2 separate regions of the Mus musculus genome follow, and region 2 is linked to region 1. Evidence: chromatin contacts called from public HiChIP or PLAC-seq data. All regions are on one chromosome and are shown on one strand. The core of a region is the stretch at or near the end of the contact, and the rest is flanking DNA. Distances in the headings are between cores, read along the strand shown.

What was found. HiChIP or PLAC-seq counts read pairs in DNA pulled down with a chosen protein or histone mark.
Region 2: an H3K27ac HiChIP or PLAC-seq map of embryonic stem cells shows a contact between it and region 1, with 7 times the contacts expected there. The contact joins two enhancer-like sites. A contact is called at or near these places in 3 of 115 datasets of contacts at active chromatin or transcription factors (CD8 T cells and embryonic stem cells) and 1 of 9 other capture datasets (embryonic stem cells).

What each region holds. Positions count from the first base shown.
Region 1 is chr3:86,842,155-86,848,286 of GRCm38.p6, reverse strand. The region is part of intron 2 of Dclk2 (doublecortin-like kinase 2); the gene reads left to right. Among named protein-coding and RNA genes, the nearest start is that of Gm46810, 14 kb to the right of the region's middle. Within about 2 kb of position 2,531, at least 98 of the 459 cell types and tissues checked have an H3K27ac peak or open chromatin away from gene starts, as enhancers often do. A contact at or near this core is called in embryonic stem cells, where this site is marked.
Region 2 is chr3:87,475,447-87,481,578 of GRCm38.p6, reverse strand. It overlaps a transcript of Fcrl5 not described here. Among named protein-coding and RNA genes, the nearest start is that of Gm40085, 34 kb to the left of the region's middle. Within about 2 kb of position 2,163, at least 6 of the 459 cell types and tissues checked have an H3K27ac peak or open chromatin away from gene starts, as enhancers often do. A contact at or near this core is called in embryonic stem cells, where this site is marked.

The sequences.
Region 1 (6,132 bases), core at 1,282-3,781:
TGTGTAGCCTTGACTGTCCTAGAACTCACTCTGTAGACCAGGCTGGCCTTGAACTCAGAAATCTGCCTGCCTCTACCTCCCAAATGCTGGGATTAAAGGCATGTGCCACTACTGCCTGGCCTCAGTTTACTCTTAAGATCCTCTTACATTCTGCAGCTTGAAATGTCTCCCTAACAAGTGTGCAGGATGTTCACTCTACCAAATCAGATGTGGGTAGAGGAGCAACTCAAAAGGGAAGTTTGTTGCTGTGTAAGACTCCTGGGAACCTTAGCTTACTGGGGACCCCCTGAGAGAACCACGTGGAGCCGGGATCAATGCAAAAAGCACCCCCAGACCCGAAGGAGAGGCAGCGACCACCAGCACCCCAATCAGATCAGTCCAGTCGGCGAGTTTTTATATGGTTTCCAGGGGGCAGAATAGACCATCAGCAACTAGGCACAATAGGATTGGCAGAGCAGTGCACCCTTTAAAGTGATTGGTCTTTAGGGAATGAGATGACAAGGACTTCCCTTGTCTGAAGGTGGGTAACAGTCTGTCCAGAGGAATGAGTCCCCACCCACAGGTTGGTTCCTGCCCTGTGGTGTGAGAAATGTTAATTCTCCTCTCCTTTCTGGAGGCTCAAGTGTTTCATGACCTTCCCATAGTTCCTTAGCTGACCTTTTCAGCTGGAATCTTTAGGGTCAAAGATTCTCTTTCTAAAGCCTGCTCTTTAGAAGAGAGTTCCAGAACAGCCAGGGCCTTGTGGAAGAACCCTGTCTCCAAAAAGCAGAAAAACCAAACCAAACCAAAAAACATATTTTTTTATTCTTTTGGCTTTGTGTTTTTGGTTTTTTTTTTTTTTTTCAAGACAGCATTTCTCTGCATAAAAGCCCTGACTGTCCTGGAACTTGTTTTGCAGACTAAGCTGGCCTCAAACTCACAGAGATGGATGGACCTGCCTCTGCCTCTGCCCTGCCACTCCCGGCTAAGTTTTTTTGTTAGGAATTCTGTATGAATGAAACCTAATCATATTTTCCTCCCCCACCTTCCCCTTGTCCCTGTTGACATGTACCCTTCCCAACCTTATGGGTTGGTTGGTTTGTTTGTTATTTAGTTTTGTGTTTATAACCCAGTTAGTGTTGCCCACATGTGCATGAGTGAGGGCCATGCCATTGCAGCAAGGGAAATCTGCCTGTGACTGAAAACAAAACAAAACAAAAACAAAAACAACCCGAGAGTATCTTCACTCCTGTCAGGCTGGTTAAGTTGGGATGGGTTCTGCTGTAGTTTTTTCTTGATGCCAGAATGTAAGTTCAAAGAATAACTCAAGAAAGGAGAGCACCAATTTTATTTAGAGAGGAGAACAAAAAAGTAAAAGACGACCTGACCCCTTTCAGATACATCGTGTTTTAGAACCTAAATGCCACAGAACAATTAAGGATAGTAACAACGTTTGTGCTGGCAGTGTTGAGGACTTTCATTTTCCAGAATAATTAAGGATTAATTGATCAGGTTTCTCCATATCATCTTAATTAACGATTCTAAGGCTCTTACTTCTCTTGAGTGTGATCACGTGTGGTGATGCCATGCTGATACCAGAGTGTAAGCTGATGTGATTTCTATGTGCAGAGAATCAATTCCTGAAAAATCCTGCAGGTTCTGCCTGTTTTTAAAATATGTAGAGATCATAGTATTCATTAGCACATATTGATACATTTAGTATTTTTAGTCTGGCAACAAGTGGAGTCCTATTTTAAAACCATATGATTGAAACTTGTGTTTATAATTTGTTTCAAGAGAGTTAGCCAATTTGTTTGAAGATATCAATTTCAGAACATATTCACTATTCCCTAAAGCATAAGAAGTTGGCCTGAACTTGTAATGACCTTAAAACATTACTTAGAAGTCGATCCTTTAAAAAAAAAAATTCCTAGGTATAAGATTACATCGTTGCCATTCACTTATTTCATAAAAGACAGAAAAATGGCCCAGTTGTTTGGATTTTAGACAAGTATAAAAGCTGCTGACTTATTTCATAAGCTCTTTTATGTTTTCTTGGAGGTTGTAAATCACAGTTAATACTTCTCTTTAGGGAAACAGCATGTGGTCTAGCGAGAAGTCTCCTCAGCTGGCTCTGTGACTTGGAACATTTTGCTTAACCTTTTGAGCCATGTTAAGCCCCTTTTAGGTAAATGGGCACGTGAGTCCTTGGTAAGATTGTCCTGGTGGCTAAGAGAAAGTTAGTGAGAATGAGATTCCTTGTGTAAAGTGTGTCCTTTTCCCCCATGGATGTTCCCTTACCTCATCTGTTGCAAATAGACCAGTTTTAGACAGTTACCACCTTGAGCTGTGGTTCCATTGCCCTTTTCGTAACATAGTTTCTTTTTATTTGTTTGTTTGTTTATTATTTGGAATGACTTGAGCCCTAGAAAGTCTTCATGCAAGGTGCTGTTACATCTGCTTAGAAACATTTGGTCCCCTAGTCCCTAGAGTCACAGCAAGACACAGAGGGTGGAGTCACAGGAGGGCTGGCTCAGTAGGCTGACTTCCCATTTCCTTGTCTGACTTCATCTGGAATTTTGCTGTGGCTTCTGTTCCTTAGAAAGCCCTAGAGTACATTGGACAGCTTTTTCTGCTTTAATACTAGCAGTCAAATTATCTTAGACATTTTCTTCTTTTATAAGGCCATTGTCTCTCCTAGAAAGTATCATTTGGTAGCTTTAAAAGTTTAAGGTCTTTTGTCTGTTGACGGAAAGAAACATTTTATGAAATCAAATGTTTGGTTGTAAAACCCTATGATTAGTTGTGATTGGTGGGAGCAGTAGGAAAATAAAGCTGAAATCCAGTTTTTGTTGTTTTTATTTTATTTTATTTTATTTTTTTAACAGACAAGATTTAAACGCAGGGGTGTAGGGACTGTCTGCAGGTGCCATTGAGATGCCTTTTACTGTAAGTGCTGCTGCCTTTGAGCTTTGGTTCTGTTTCTATGGCAACCGCAGGATCTATGTGCTTGGCTGAATGGATTTACAGGAAACTGAAAAACATTGCTATTCTAAGTAGCTTGTTGTGGAAAGCGCAGCCAGCATTCACTGAGAACAAAGCAGGCAATGTATGCTAATTGTATTCCTTGTCGGGGCTAAAGAGTTGGGGAGAATCCCAGCGTCTGCTTACTGACTTTGTGTTTCTTGAATTTTGGAGGACGAAATGACTTACTCTTTATTTATTTCAAATTTCATATTTGGTTCTCCTGTCTCCACCCAACCCCCTTTTCCCAAAGTGTTGAAGATGGGATTCATGTCGCAGACAAGCTAGGGAAGTTCCCCGTCCCCCATTTCCCTGTACCTTTAAAAAAAAAAAAAAAAAAAGCTATTCTAGTAGAATTGATTTAAACAAAACAAATCTGTCTGTCTGTCTGTCTCTCTCTGTGTGTGTGTGTGTGTGTGTGTGTGTGTGTGTGTGTGTGTGTAAGATAATGTTTCAATGAAGTAATCTGCTGGTTTTCAGGGTCTCAAACACCGAGGTGGGCAATCTAATGCAAGTGGCTCCCTTTGCTAGCACTGTAAATTAAAATGGCACTGAGGCTTATCCTTTATGTCAAAACTCTCCTACCTAGAGTTTCCTTGACGTGTGGAAGCTGTTTCTCTAAATATTTACAAAACAGAAGAGTCATGTAATAAACTGTTGCTTGGGGGATCAGAATGAAATGCAGTTTTCCTCTATTATTTTATTCACTCATTGCATGTTTACAGAAGACTGCACATTGATGTCAGTACAGCTCTATTAAAAGGCCACATGGTGATTTCAGTTTCAATATAAATATATTGGGCTTCCTGTTTGAGATTTTTCAAGTCATTTTTAGAAATAAGGTACAATTCTTTTTAAAAATGTAAGGTATTCAGTGGAAGCAGCCATATAGAAGGACTCTGATATTGAAAGCTTTTGATTTCAGGAGCTACCTCCCCCGTTCCCACCCACATACTCAGTTAAAATGGAAGAAGACCCATAAAAATCCTAATGTGTACCCACCATCCTATTATTTCTTGTATGAAGTGTCTTTGTTCTACCAGCAAGGCAATTGGCAGTGCAAAGGCTCACCCTTATTATTACACAGATTTAAACTAGTCTTTCTCTGAGACTGAAGATGTTTTCTGTGCATTCCTCCCAGGTCGGGGAATGTGGAATATTTCTGTAAAGTACACTTCTGATATCTCAGGAGACCCTCATCTATGGAAACTGCAAGCTTCCAGATAAATCAAGTATAGGGTATAATTGTGAATTGCAGTCTCTGTAGCCCATAGGTGGAGTAATTAGGAATCTCAAAGTACTCTGAGATATTGATGAAAGGTTTAATTCTTCAGAGAGACTCTGTGATACAAGACAGAATCTAGGAAGGCTAGATTGGTTTTGTTTTTTTAAGATGTCTAGGACCAAAATTTGTTGAATAGATCTTTGCTGAGTCCCTTTAAATATGGAGTTACAGGCTTTGACAAACATCAGGAACTGGTGCTAACCTGATTGCTAATGGGTTGAGAGGAATTACAGGACGATGATGCGAGAGCTAGGAGGAGGAGGTAGGATCCATAACACTCCAATCGGGATTCACTCCACAGAAACATGTAGAGCACCTGGCAGGTGCTGTGTGAGGGGCCAGAGAATGAGCCTGACTGTGTGGCACTTAGTCTATGGTGAGCTCCACAAGGAGCCAGGCAGTTACCTCAGTGAAGGGGCAGTGGGCTTGGTGGCCCCAAAAGATCCTTGGAAGTGAAGAGGTCAGCTCAGGAACTTTGGAAAATTCCACCAGGTCCCTCCCCTCCTGGAAGAGAAAAATCCTGAAGCACTCGGCACCCCTCCCCTCTGGAAGGGAGGGGGAAGGAAAGGCTTAGTTAGGTTCCTCAGACCCTTGGGGGACGGGGGACGGGGGGGACGGACGGGGGGGGGGGACGGGGGGGGACGGACGGGGGACGGGGGACGGGTTGACACCGGGGACGACACATTCCAAGACCACCTACAGACAAGGGAAGTCCTTGTCACCTCATTCCCTAAAGACCAATCAATTTAAAAGTCACTCTGTTCTGCCAGGCACATTGTGCCTAATGGCTGCTGCTCTAAAACCTGTATAAATACTGTGGTCGGGGCTGGTGAGATGGCTCAGTGGGTAAGAGCACCCGACTGTTCTTCCGAAGGTCCGAAGTTCAAATCCCAGCAACCACATGGTGGCTCACAACCACCCATAATGAGATCTGATGCCCTCTTCTGGAGTGTCTGAAGACAGCTACAGTGTACTTACATATAATAATAATAATAAAAAAAATACTGTGGTCATTCTCTCTCAACTTCATGTGTAGGACAACTCTGAACAATAAATTCCTCCTGCTTTTTGCATCGATTCCCGGCTCCATGTCATTCACTCAGGGAGTCCCCTGTATAAGGCTCACCAGAGTCTTACAGAAACTGAAACTTGAACAGAAAAACATGAAGCAGAAAAACTTAAGTATTGCTTTATTTCCTGTCAAAAAAGCCTACTGTTTTGGTAGCATTTTTTTAGAAGGTAAGTTATTAGACTTTGGAACTTTCAGGCTGGAAAGGAGCCCGAGTGTCTAGCCTGCTTACTCAGCGGCCCCTCTCAACTCTGAGCAGGCAAAGAAACAGGAGATTCTCAGAGTGGTGTGGGTCAGGGTGTTGGCCATCTTTGCATCACTGTAACAAAATACCTGAAACAGTTTATAAAAGAAAAAGTTTCATTGTCTTACAGATTTCAGCCCAGATGGTTGGCCCTGTTGGGGAGGGAGCTCACCATGGCAGACACTTTTGATAGCAAAACCACTCATTTCACTGTTGGAGAACAGAAAAGGATCTCACAGTCCTCTTGGAGGTCATGCCCCTGCCACCTGCCCATTGTACCTCTTAATGGTTCTACAGCACCCTAATAATGCTACTGTAAAGTCCTACAAGCCTTTACCATGTGAGGCTTTGGGAGACTTTCAGGGTCCAAATTACAGCAACTAGGAAATCAAGACACAGTGCACCCTCCTTGGTTTTTTATTCACAATACTGATTCCCCCCCCCCAACCCCCCCCAACCCCCCCTCCCCCCCCCCCCCCCCCCCCCGGCCCTGAGACAGATTAGTGACTTGTATCATATCTTAGTGTTAAT
Region 2 (6,132 bases), core at 914-3,413, 630 kb before region 1:
TGTTCTCACATTTCACTTGGGAAAGAGCAGGGTGCTTCTGGGTTTCTTGCGTATAGGATTCCATATTGCTCTCTTCCTCATGGTTTACCTACATTTGCACAGTACTTTTTACAGCTCAACATGGACTATGGAGTCCTAGGTGCTGCTGATCCTGACTTTCACACCAGGTGCTGACCTTAACTTTTAGACAATCAGAAGAGAGTAAATGCAGCCGAGCCATAAGGAGTTCCTCATGAGTCCGAGGTCCAGAGTGTGTGTTCCCATTTGGTGGAGCAGTACAGAGGGCCACCCGGCTGACACCATGTTCCCCTAGAACAGGACTTCCAGATACAGTTGAATGGTCCTAATCTAGGAGAGCAACAGCCATCAAAACTGAAGGTCACTGAGGAAGCCAGGAGATATGACTATCCCTGGGGGTTGGTGGGAGCTCAGAAGGGCCCTGAGACCTGGCCACTTGGTACAGAGAGTGGAGGATGCACCGAAGCCTCACCAAAGAGCACTCTCTCTCCTGAGGAGAATGCTAAGGGTGTACCAGCTGAGGCAGGAGGTGGGAGGTCTGTGGATTCATCTATGGGGTGCTGAGGTAACCGACTTCTGGAGCCTATAGTCTGTGATTCTTGTCAGCTTCATGGGAGTAAATGACAAGATACCTGGAAGATGAAGCATCAGGGTAAAGGCAGAGCTGGCAGGGCCACAAGGGACGCCTGTGGCGTCAGAACACTCACTGTATCTGTAGGGACCCTGAGTTCAGAGGCCACTGTACAAAGAAATGGAGAATTAAGATGTGGGTGCTGCTTAGAGGACTCTGTGTCCTGTATAGTGAGGTCACCCTCTGCCTTCCATCCTTTCCCTGACCAGCCTACCCAACAGCAGCTTGCCATGCTGCTGAGGGCACTCAAGGGAAGGATGCTGCTTTCTATTCTGTTAGTTGTTTGATCTTAGATTATTGCCACACATTGTAGGGAGGCAGAGGTACCATGCCTTGCCCTGGGTATGCCTTGCCACCACTATGCCAGGGCCACAGCACTCAGCTTCCCTGGCCTCTGTTTCTCATCTGTATGATGGGAGCCATCTCACTATCTGCATATAGAATTACTGTGAAGACACGTGTATCTACATGCAGGTATGTGTGTGCTGTGTATATATCTGTATCTGCATAATACCTGTTATCTTCCTAGTGTGGACAGTATCTTTGTTCCCTTTCATTGTCTTCATATATGCTGCAGTCATATACACAGGTGTAGTGCTAAGGGAGAAAATATGTTTTTACTTACAGGCCTTAGAAATGAACCCAATGCATAAAAACTGTTCAGTGTGTAATACTGTTATGGTTGCTGGAAACTTCAGAATTTGATCCTGGAAACATTCAGAGAGAGAGAGAGAGAGAGAGAGAGGGAGAGAGAGAGAGAGAGAGAGAGAGAGAGAGAGAGAGAGAGAGAGAAAGAAACAGTCTTTTTATAGCAAGCCAGACTGGTACCTGGCTGTTCCTAGGTAACTGTTGGGTGGAGCTTAGAAGAAATGCTAACATTCCTCCATTTTGGTTTAATTTAAAAAATTAAGAAACTAGAAAGAGGCGATATGCCACACCCTCCGGTCAAGTCTGTTTGACAGGCTGAAAGTCTGTAAGCACTCAACGAGGAAAAGAGTTTTACGGAAACTCACCTCCTGGAGCTTTGGCGTTCTCATTTACCCATATACTCATACTCTATTCCCGCGTTAGTCTGGTGTATGGAACTATGAGCTCTCTTTTCATATTTTATTATAAATGCCTTTTAAGATTAAATTCTGTTATATATAGTTAAGTCTCCCTAGTGTTTCCAGGTCCCAGAAGCTGAGCTTAGAATCCTGTAAGAATGCAGTAAGGAAGTTAACCTATTCAGTTACTAATTGAGCATTACAAAGGACGGAGCCAGTAGCTAAGAGCTGGTCTTCAAAATATTTACTAAGGACAGTAGCAAATCTCACCCAAACAAGGGAATACCATAATAGAGCCAGGGAATCCCACTGAGATAGAAATCTTCAGTATAGGCTGCATTGCATATTAGAAGCAAGTTGGTGAATTCTCCTGACAAATGGAGATTCTCCAGTTACTTAAAAGTTACACTCATGTGGGAGTTTGGCAAGGCCTAGGAAATGGGGAGGGGAGGGGTTTGTGATGTTGCATTATTCATGAGGCCTGCTAAGAGAAGAACCCCCTGGTGCTAGCTTTCACAAGGTTCAAAGGTATAGCACTAGAGTGTGAAATCCTTACCTGTCACTAAGCTGACCCTAGGCAGGACTGCTTTATCTTTACTGTAAACATCTACCTGGTTCCTCTAAATCCTTTTGAAGTCATTCCTTTGTTTTGTATCAGGTAACTTCAATGTTCTTTGCCTGCTACCTTTTTGTATTTTCTGTACTATATAAGACTGGTGTTCACTTTGTGAGAATACATTCAGATTCTACACAATCTCCCGTGTTGGTCTGTCTGTCACCCGCTGACGCCTTGTCCACCTGCCCAGAGACTCGTTCCACACAGACAAAGGGACCCAGAGGGTCTGCGGCAGTGATGGTGAAAGTGTTGAAAGCCGACCCGCAGCTAACATGGACGCAAGCCGGGGCTGAAAAGAGAGGGGAACTAGGTGGTCGAAAGAAAAGTGGAGCTAAGTCAAGGTTCCTGATCAAAGCCCAAATGTTTAATGTCAAATGCGCTTATAAAGGGGGTAGGGGGAGGCCCATTGCCACCAATTCATTCTTGGAGCCTGGAACAGGCTACAGGTGACGTGCAGGATAGGGTGTAGTCTCCAGAATAGCTCAGTGGCCTCCCAGCAGGTAGCAGTGTCTTGAAGGAGAACAGTGGCAGAGGTTGAACAATAGAGTGATCTAGGGAGGAAGGCTCCACCCTAGGTAATCTCCTTAGTGGCAGCAAGGTCAAGGTCTGGCTCAGCCTGCTTCAGGCTGGGGGTAGTTACAATCCCCCCCCCCCCGTTATTAATATTAAAAAAAAGCTGGACTGAGGCATAAAATTTATTTATGCTCTTTAGTCCTGCCTGGGACTTATGGTGGCTGGCGGCTGCGCCTGTCTTAGGAAATCTTCGATTTTCCCGAACCATCCAATTCCATCTTGGAGGCTACATGCAGCTGTTTGTGTTATATTTCACACAAAACATGGCTCTGTGGTGTGTTATCAACAACCACGGCCTTTTGGCATGTACCTCTGTCTTAGATTGGTATGGTTCCAAGATCTGGGTGCCCATCTTTGACTGTCTGGCACTCATTAGCACACCTTATTCCCAATTCAGTCCAAAGCCACAATATGCACTTAGAATGCTTCTTCATGAAGATTAATAACTGCCACCTGCGCTGTTGGAGGCAAGGCTGCACACCTGCTGCAGTCAGGCTGAAGGGCATTGGCTGACCTGCTTGAAAAACAAAGTTGAGACAGTGAAAGTACAAAAGCTTCTTTGGGGAAGTCCAGGTACGCCATTCAATTGCAAATTAGCAACGATCAAGCTTAGACTATGAGCTCCTGGTGTAGGGGAGGTGGCTTTGAGAATTGCAGAAAGGTTGCAGCTTCTCTGGGAGTGGAGGCTGTGCTCCAAATTAACTTTGCTAGGTAATTAAGATTTTAGCTATCTTCCCTAGGATTCTCTAATACTGGAATTATTACTAGACCAGTCCAAGATTGAGTTAGAATAACTGGTCACAATGAGGGAAGGAGAAGAATCACTATAACTCTTTCTTGTGACTAATCTTTCTAAGTCAGACTACACAGTCTCTAATGTTCTATGTCCCATAAGGTTTAAAAAGCTTGAAGCAAGGCAGCTTAGCCTGTCCACACTGGGAAAATGGCAAGCAAAGGTGGGTCAAAAACATATACCCAATTCAGCTTTCTTGTCACTACAGTCAGGGCACTCAGCGAACTCACCTGTCAGCTTGTCACATGAATTAGCCGTCATGCTTCTGCAGCGTTCTGTGAAGAGAACCTATGCTTTTTCCTTTCCCAATAAGGTAGCTGTTCAGGATCAAGCCATATGCCAATAAGTAGATCCTTTTCATCTCACCTAGACATGATTATGTCTGGTTTTAAGATACTATGAGGCATTTATTAAGTTCTTTGACATCCAAATTTCAAAATTCTTAAAATAAAAGTATGATTTAAATAATGTGCATGGGGATATATTAAATAATGTGCACAGGGATATAATTTCCCCCTTTCTTTGTTTTTTAAGAAGAAGAGTTTTTAAAGTTCCACAATACCCTGTCTTTGAGAATTATTAAATTGTTGACAAAACATCTCAAATACTTGACTGTTAAAGTCAGTTTTAATGTAACAAGGGCAGTGACTAATTACACTTTCAATTGTTTCTCTTGAAGAGCGGTTGCAACTAGAAAGCTTGAAAAGTTATTAATAGTCACATGTGCATAATTTATTTATTAATCAGAAATAAGAGCATTCATTTGCAGCAATTTATTCAGTATAGGTCCTCAAGAATTAACACCATTATGTGGAAACAGGTAGGAACTAAGGACACCAAGAGCAAATTTTTTACAATTTGACACACACATTCTCCAAAAATATCAAAATATTATCTTAAACCATTACTGTTTTGAATATATAAAGATCGAGATTATATAGCCAATTTTTAAAAGTGTGATGAGCATGTTCAACTATTCCTTGTCCCATGGGGTTATAAGTAATTCCAGTTTTATGTTTGATGCCAAATTCTTTACAAAATGAAGTAAAATTTTTGCTAGAATAGGATGGCTCGTTATCTGTCTTAATAAATTTAGGCTATCCCATAGCATTAAAGGCTTGTAGGCAATGATCAATTACGTTTTTAGAGGCCTCTCCAGTAAGTAGAGAAGCAAAAAGAAATCCTGAACAAGTGTCAATACAAACATGTATATATTTTAAATTTCCAAATTCTGCATAATGAGTTACATCCATTTGCCAACTATGATTAGGCATAAGACCTCGTGGATTAACTCCTAAATGTGGCACTGGAGATAATGTAATATATTTAGGACATTGTTTTACAATTATTCTTGCCTGCTCCTCGGTGATCTTATGTTGGAGCCTTAAGGTATGGCTAGAGAGATGAAATTTTTCATGATCACCTTTGGCCAAAGCAACAGGATCTGAATTTAAGAACTCCCCTATTAGAGCTCTGTCAATGCAATCATTGCCTTCAGCTAAAGGTCCAGGAAGACCAGAATGAGATCGTATGTGGCCAATATAGAACGGGTGTTTTCGGGCAAGAATGATGTTTTGCAATTGTGAAAACAGGGATTCTGCTGGCGTATTAAAGTTAAACGTACCACAGGTCTCCAATAAGAGTACCGATTGTGCAACATATAAACTATCAGTAAAGATATTAAAAGCCTCATTCACAGACTGAAAGACATTCAGTACTGCTGTTAATTCTTCTAATTGAACTGAGAGGCCAGGAGTCTTTATGATTACCTGTTGATTATTTATAAGATATCCAGCTTGCCCTTTAGAGGAGCCATCAGTAAACACCAGAACAGCATTGTGTAAAGGTAGTAAAGAGGTCATATTAGGAAATATCACCTCATATACATTTAAAAAAAATTATCAACTTATCTTGAGGGTAGTGGCTGTCTATAGTTCCTTTAAACCCTATTTGAGCAAGCAACAAATCTGTACTGTGCTGTTTTACCCAAGTGTCTTGACCTACGCTGTAAGGCTGAATAAGAATATCTGGCTCTTTGCCAAAATAAGTTAGCACCTGCTTCCTTCCAAGGATAATCATCTGAGCTACTGCTTCATAATATGGCAAGATATTACGTTTAGGAGAAATCCTCGAATGTATCCACATTAGAGGAGACTTTTGCCATAACAATCCTGTAGGCATATGAAACGTATTAAAAATTAACAGAAGTAAAGGCAAAGAGTAATCTATATAAGTGACAAATTGTTCTTCAATAGCTTTTTCCACTAGTTGCAAGGCCAGCAATCCTTCTGAGGCTAAAGATCTTGGGGAGTAGGATCAGAACTCCCTTAAAGAATATCAAATAAAGGTTTCAACTCCCCTGTAGTAAGCTTTAAATAGAGGTGAAACCAATTAATATCACCTAACAATTTTTGAAAATCATTCAAAGTCCTTAAGTTGTCTCTGCAAATAACTA